Linked DNA regions of Gossypium hirsutum: region 1 is linked to region 2. Evidence: chromatin contacts called from public Hi-C data. All regions are on one chromosome and are shown on one strand. Each heading gives the region's core, a stretch centred on a gene start, on an enhancer-like site or on the middle of the called end of the contact. The rest is flanking DNA. Distances are from core to core; before and after follow the strand shown. Region 1 holds the start of LOC107894079 (single-stranded DNA-binding protein WHY1, chloroplastic). Region 2 holds the start of LOC107901162 (nudix hydrolase 1).

What was found. A called contact is a pair of places that touch in the nucleus more often than the background predicts.
Region 1: a Hi-C map of leaf shows a contact between it and region 2, with 2.0 times the contacts expected there. The contact joins the promoter of LOC107894079 here to the promoter of LOC107901162 in region 2. A contact is called at or near these places in 8 of 34 Hi-C or Micro-C datasets (callus, hypocotyl, leaf and 1 more).

Annotation. Positions count from the first base shown.
Region 1 is chrA13:17,453,061-17,455,897 of Gossypium_hirsutum_v2.1, forward strand. It overlaps LOC107894079 (single-stranded DNA-binding protein WHY1, chloroplastic), which reads left to right and starts at 1,315. Exons shown (of 7, transcript XM_016819286.2): 1 at 1,315-1,710; 2 at 1,792-1,886; 3 at 1,997-2,089; 4 at 2,403-2,497. The coding sequence starts at 1,467. LOC107894080 (zinc finger CCHC domain-containing protein 9) reads right to left here and starts at 457. Exons shown (of 8, transcript XM_016819290.2): 1 at 143-457; 2 at 1-48. The coding sequence starts at 313.
Region 2 is chrA13:17,037,825-17,040,527 of Gossypium_hirsutum_v2.1, forward strand. It overlaps LOC107901162 (nudix hydrolase 1), which reads left to right and starts at 1,426. Exons shown (of 2, transcript XM_016827059.2): 1 at 1,426-1,761; 2 at 1,848-2,289. The coding sequence starts at 1,626. The coding sequence ends at 2,146. It overlaps LOC107930773 (probable isoprenylcysteine alpha-carbonyl methylesterase ICMEL1), which reads left to right. Exons shown (of 10, transcript XM_041084994.1): 9 at 375-465; 10 at 561-937. The coding sequence ends at 722.

The DNA.
Region 1 (2,837 bases), core at 65-2,564, 420 kb after region 2:
AGGCGAGAGTCCAAATAGCTCCTCTGAAGGATCATAACCCAACTGTGTCTGCCACCCACAGAGGAAAAACATAACATTAAAAAAAGAAGAAGGAAAAAAAACCAAAAAGAGCAACCCCGTAGAAAAAAGAAGAAGAGAGTACTTGGCTTTGTTTAGGCAGAGGAACTGAATCATTATTGTAGGAAGATGAAGATGAAGATGATGAAAAGACACAAGGTTTGAGGCTAATCTTTGGGTTGGAGTTGAGAATAACCAAGAAACTCCATTGAGGAAGGAGAGGTCGAAAGAAGGGAGAAAGTGAAGACATTTCCATATGTAAAAGTTGATTCGAGAGAGAGTATGAATACCAAAAAGATGATGAAATAAAGTTATCAAGTTAAAATGGGCTTCCCAACTTAGAAGTGATGTTGATGGAGACCATGTGGTTGGCTAAATGAGACGATGTGTGGCGCAGGATAAGCCTCTACTCCCGACCCGACAACACTTTATATGTATGTTTTAAAACAAATTTAGACACTTAGTCAGGTTAAGTTTTTATTTTGGTTTTATAAAAATATTATAATTATTTAAAAATATTTAAATAACTGAATTATTTAATAAATTTTAAATAGGTTATTGAATTGTTAATTTTTTTTTGAAAAAAATTATATCAGTAAATTTTAAGAGATGATTCAACTATTAGTACTTCATCAACGAATAAAAAATATATATTAAGTTTAAGTTAATTTAATGGTCAGTATAGAAAATAAAAAAAAAAGTTCAATAAATTTTAATTTGCTAATTCATAATTTCCAAAACTGTTTCATGAAATAAAAAAAGTCATGTAAGATCGATTTTAACATTCCAGTTACTTAAATGAAAATTTTCAATAATTTAATGATTAAATTATAACTATTTTTAATTAAGTAACCAAAATAAAAATTTAAATATAATTTAGTGATTAATAGAGTAATTTACTTTTTCGAAAAAAAATAAGGAGAAAATTTTTTTTCTAAAGCAAGAACTTGTAAGAACCTCACATCCTAGGACATTTCAATTAAGTTATTTTCAAGTAAGTTTTAGAATTGATTAAAATTAATCCCATATGTTTATCTTTTAAGATTTAAACTTAAATTCTCACAAAACTTAAATTTAAAATCTCAAAACAAATCAAATTTTTTATCATTTAAAAAAATTCTTTTGATAAAATCCGCAAAAGAAAACTAAGTTTTAGAATTGATTAAAATTAATTCCATATATTTATCTTTTAAGATTTAAACCTAAATTCTCACAAAACTTAAATTTAAAATCTCAAAACAAATCAAATTTTTTATCATTTGAAAAGAATTCTTTTGATAAAATACGCAAAATAAAACTTCAACTCTTATCTTCTCCCCCACTCACCCCCAAACCTTAACAGAAAATATTAAATCAAATATAGGTGGGAAGAGAGAGAACCAAAGAAAGAAAATACCCAAAAGAAAAGAATGCTGCAACTTCAACTCTTATCTTCTCCCCCACTCACTCCCCAAACCGTAAACCTCAACTCCATCTCTAACCCCAAGCTTTTCCCATCTTTCTCTTCACTCAACTCCTCCCAAACCCGTTCCTTTAAATTTAATCCCCTCTCTAAACCCTCCAAGTTTTCTCTCAAATGCCGCCAATCTGAATACTTCGATCAGAAACAGAGGTTTAATGACTCTTCTTCTTCTTCTTCGCCATCATCCTTAGGTAAAGCTAAAGCCTTGTGTTTGTAGCTTTTTTTATCAGTGTTTTCTTTTCAAGTGTTGAAAGTGTTTTATTTGACAGCAGGGTTGCCGGCTAGGTTTTATGTAGGTCATTCCATTTACAAAGGGAAGGCTGCTCTGACTGTGGAGCCAAGGGCACCTGAGTTTGTGCCTTTAGATGTACGTTTCATTCATAGTTTCCTCTTCTTTTTTTTTAAGTTCATTTTGCAAATTTGATGGTCTTTCTTTGTTTTGTACGCTCATTTTCTTTGGATGTGTTTTATCTACAGTCTGGGGCATTTAAAATATCCAGGGAAGGTTTTGTGCTGCTACAGTTTGCACCTGCAGCTGGTGTTAGACAATATGATTGGAGTAGGAAGCAGGTGATCTTATGCTAACTAAGCTTTTGGTTTAATGCTTTTTTAAAAAAGAAACTAACTAAGCATTTAACATTTTAGATAATGGTGTTTCTAATATTTGGAGAAATGCATGGTTCGAATATTAAGATAGAACAAAGAAATCTTTGTTCCGAAATCTTGTTAAAAAGACTTCATTGATTTGCATGTATGTGGACATTCATAATTTTGGTCTCCGCATTCTGTGTTTACTGTAGATCAAATGTAAAATCTTTGTTGTGAAGGATGAATACGTTCTAGAGACATGATATACATCCATTGCTGGCTTGCTTCTCTCCAGGTGTTCTCATTATCAGTTACTGAAATTGGAACTCTGATTAGCCTTGGCATGAGGGAATCGTGTGAATTTTTCCATGATCCTTTTAAAGGAAAAAGGTACTATCCTTCCCTTTCTTCCACTCACCCTCAAACACCCCTTTGTGTATTGAATACTAGAGTTGCTAATTGAACTCTCCCTCTTGCATTATGTTTGTGCTGGCAATTGCTTAAATATTTTATCCCTGCAATGAGGCCTTGGCTTAATGGCAAGATTGAGGCTTTAGAAACTTTGAGATTATAGGTTCGAGTCCCAACTTGCGTAAATGGGTGGGTTCTCTTCCTGATTTATTTCGGTTAATTGGTTACCTAGTTAGTCAGTTCAGTGCTTATAATGTTTGATTATGATTGGATCTGTTGATATAGTTGTAATTTCATGTGTATATATAAATAGGGGTGA
Region 2 (2,703 bases), core at 176-2,675:
GGGGAAGATTCTTTGCATCAGTTCTCTCCTGAAGTTCTGGTGCAGGACTCAAACGTTAAGCCTGCTGTTTCTCTCCTTCCTCCTGTCATTCTTTTTCATGGCACTGCAGATTATTCTATTCCTGCGGATGCCAGGTTTAAATCTCGTCCTCTCAATTCATAATTCTAAATGTTTGTTCCTTTGTTGTTAATAATTATATGTGCATACATGGATAAGGCCCTTGATAATCATCATAGATTACAGCAATACTACTTTTCATTTTCTTCTTCTGCATCTAGATTGTTATGATGTTGCTATGTAGTGATTGTTGAATGACTAGGTCACAGCTGATTCAAATGCAGATTTCTTATAACAAGTTTTCCTTCTCCTTGCAGTCAAAATTTTGCTGATACGCTTCGAAGAGTTGGAGGGAAAGCAGAATCCATATTGTATGATGGAAAGACTCACACAGATTTGTTTCTTCAGGTAATGGAAGAAGTAACCATGCTTTGTGTTTTGTTTTATTTTGGGTGAATGTTGTATAAATATTCTGCCAACATACATGTAAAATAAATAATCAGGATCCCATGAGAGGCGGCAGAGATGAGATGTTTGAAGATGTTGTTGCCATCATACATGGTGAAGATGAAGCAGCCCTTGCAAAAGATGCCGTGGCGCCTCCAAGAAGACGCCTTGTACCTGAGTTCATGTTGAAATTGGCTCATGATGTCAGCCCTTTCTAGCCATTCATCATTTACTCTCAGATGCTATGAAAATGAATTGTAGCCATGACTATAACATTAATATAACAACAATGGAAGTAAGTTTGTAGATGATCTTTACCAGGCCTTTTACCCCCCTTCATTTAATCCTATTAGATATCTTTTAACATGGGTTTCGGAACAAGACAAGAAAATTAAATTTAAGTTCAGTAATGGATTGGATTGTTTCTTACTTACATAGAGCTGTGTTTGTTTAAAATATAAATTAGGGTTAATTACACCAATGTCCCCACACCGTGGTCTAGATTCTAAAATGCTCATCAAACTTAAAAACATTTTAATTAAATCCTCAAAATACAATAACATGTTTAAAAAACAGTCAAATTATATATATATAAGTCAAGCTAATATTTAATACTTAAATAGATAGTTAATTGATACAATATTAATATTTGAAGATACAATTAAAATATTTTGAATGAATTTAATACACTTTTAAAAATTTCATCTCTTTACATATTTTAATTTCACCGTATGTATGTTATTATAAACATATCTCTCTTCTAAAAAAAGAGTTGCATATTATTGTTTTCATATTTAGATCGATTGATATATCAATCTGAATCTATTAAAATTTTTAATAATTTATTTAGTTAAACCGGTGCAACTTCCACAATAGCATCCTAACTACGAAGAATGTTATCAGTGACGACAGAGATAGACAAAGACAAAAAACAGAAGTCAAAATAGCAAGTTAAAACCAGCCCACCAACAAAGAAAGATGACTGGGCCGCGCACTTTCCCTTACATTTTGATAATATAATATATTATACGCCACCTTTGACTGCCTAATTGCGTTGTCCCCCAGTCTCCCTTCTCTTTATTACTAGTCCAGAGAACCCACCAACTGAACTGTCATTCGAGATGGAGGAAACACAGCCCGTGCCACGAGTAGGTGTTGTGCTGTTCGTGTTGAAGGGGAAATCGGTCCTCCTGGGTCGCCGCCGCGCCTCAATCGGTGAATCCACCTTTGCTCTCCCCGGCGGCCACCTCGAGTTTGGTCCGTCTCTCTCTCTCTCTCAACTCACATCTCTACTTGTTTCGCTTTCATTAATTAAAAAAAAAGGGCAAAATAATTGTTGGCAGGTGAGAGCTTCGAAGAGTGCGGAGCCAGAGAGCTGATGGAGGAGACGGGCTTGGTAATGGGGAAAGCAGACTTCTTAACAGTGACCAATAAAGTCTTCCTGGACAAATCCAAACCCTGCCATTACGTCATCATCTTTCTCCGTGCAGTGCTGGCTGACCCTAATCAAGTTCCACAAAACCCGGAGCCAGACAAATGCGACGGCTGGGATTGGTATGACTGGGATAATCTGCCCCAACCTTTGTTTTCGACGCTTGACGAAATGGTACGAAGTGGCTTCAACCCCTTTCCCTCCACTTGACAGCCGCTGAATGAATACGTTTTCTATTCTTACATATTGCTTGCGTATAATTGATCCATGGGTTATTTTAATTTCATCATGATGTATTCAGTGACCAATGTTGTTTGTAATATGAATCTTAGATGGTGAACTTTTATGGTTTATATTATGTAGCTAAGAGATTTCAAGAGTGAAATTTGCATGGATTTTTTGTTCTTGTTATCTGGATTTTAAGATATATGCAAGGTAGTGGAGTTTTAATGTATTTAACAAATGCAAACTAGTAGCTTCCCTTTAATTAAGAAAAAGTAGATCTTCTTTCTGAAGGGAAAGGTGTACCGCTAGGTGGAATTGTAAGGAGTTTGATATTTTTAAGCAAGATTTCGGATTCAAATATGGTCGACGAAGAAAATAATACTGAGAGCGCTTTACTCTCTATTTAGTGGTCTGACTTGGCTTGACTCTGAATTTAGTCGAAACACAATATGACTATTGGATACCAGACAAAAGAAAGTAAAATTAAAAACCCCTCGTAAATTTCATGAATGCTGAGATGCTAAGTTGTTATTTTATATGGG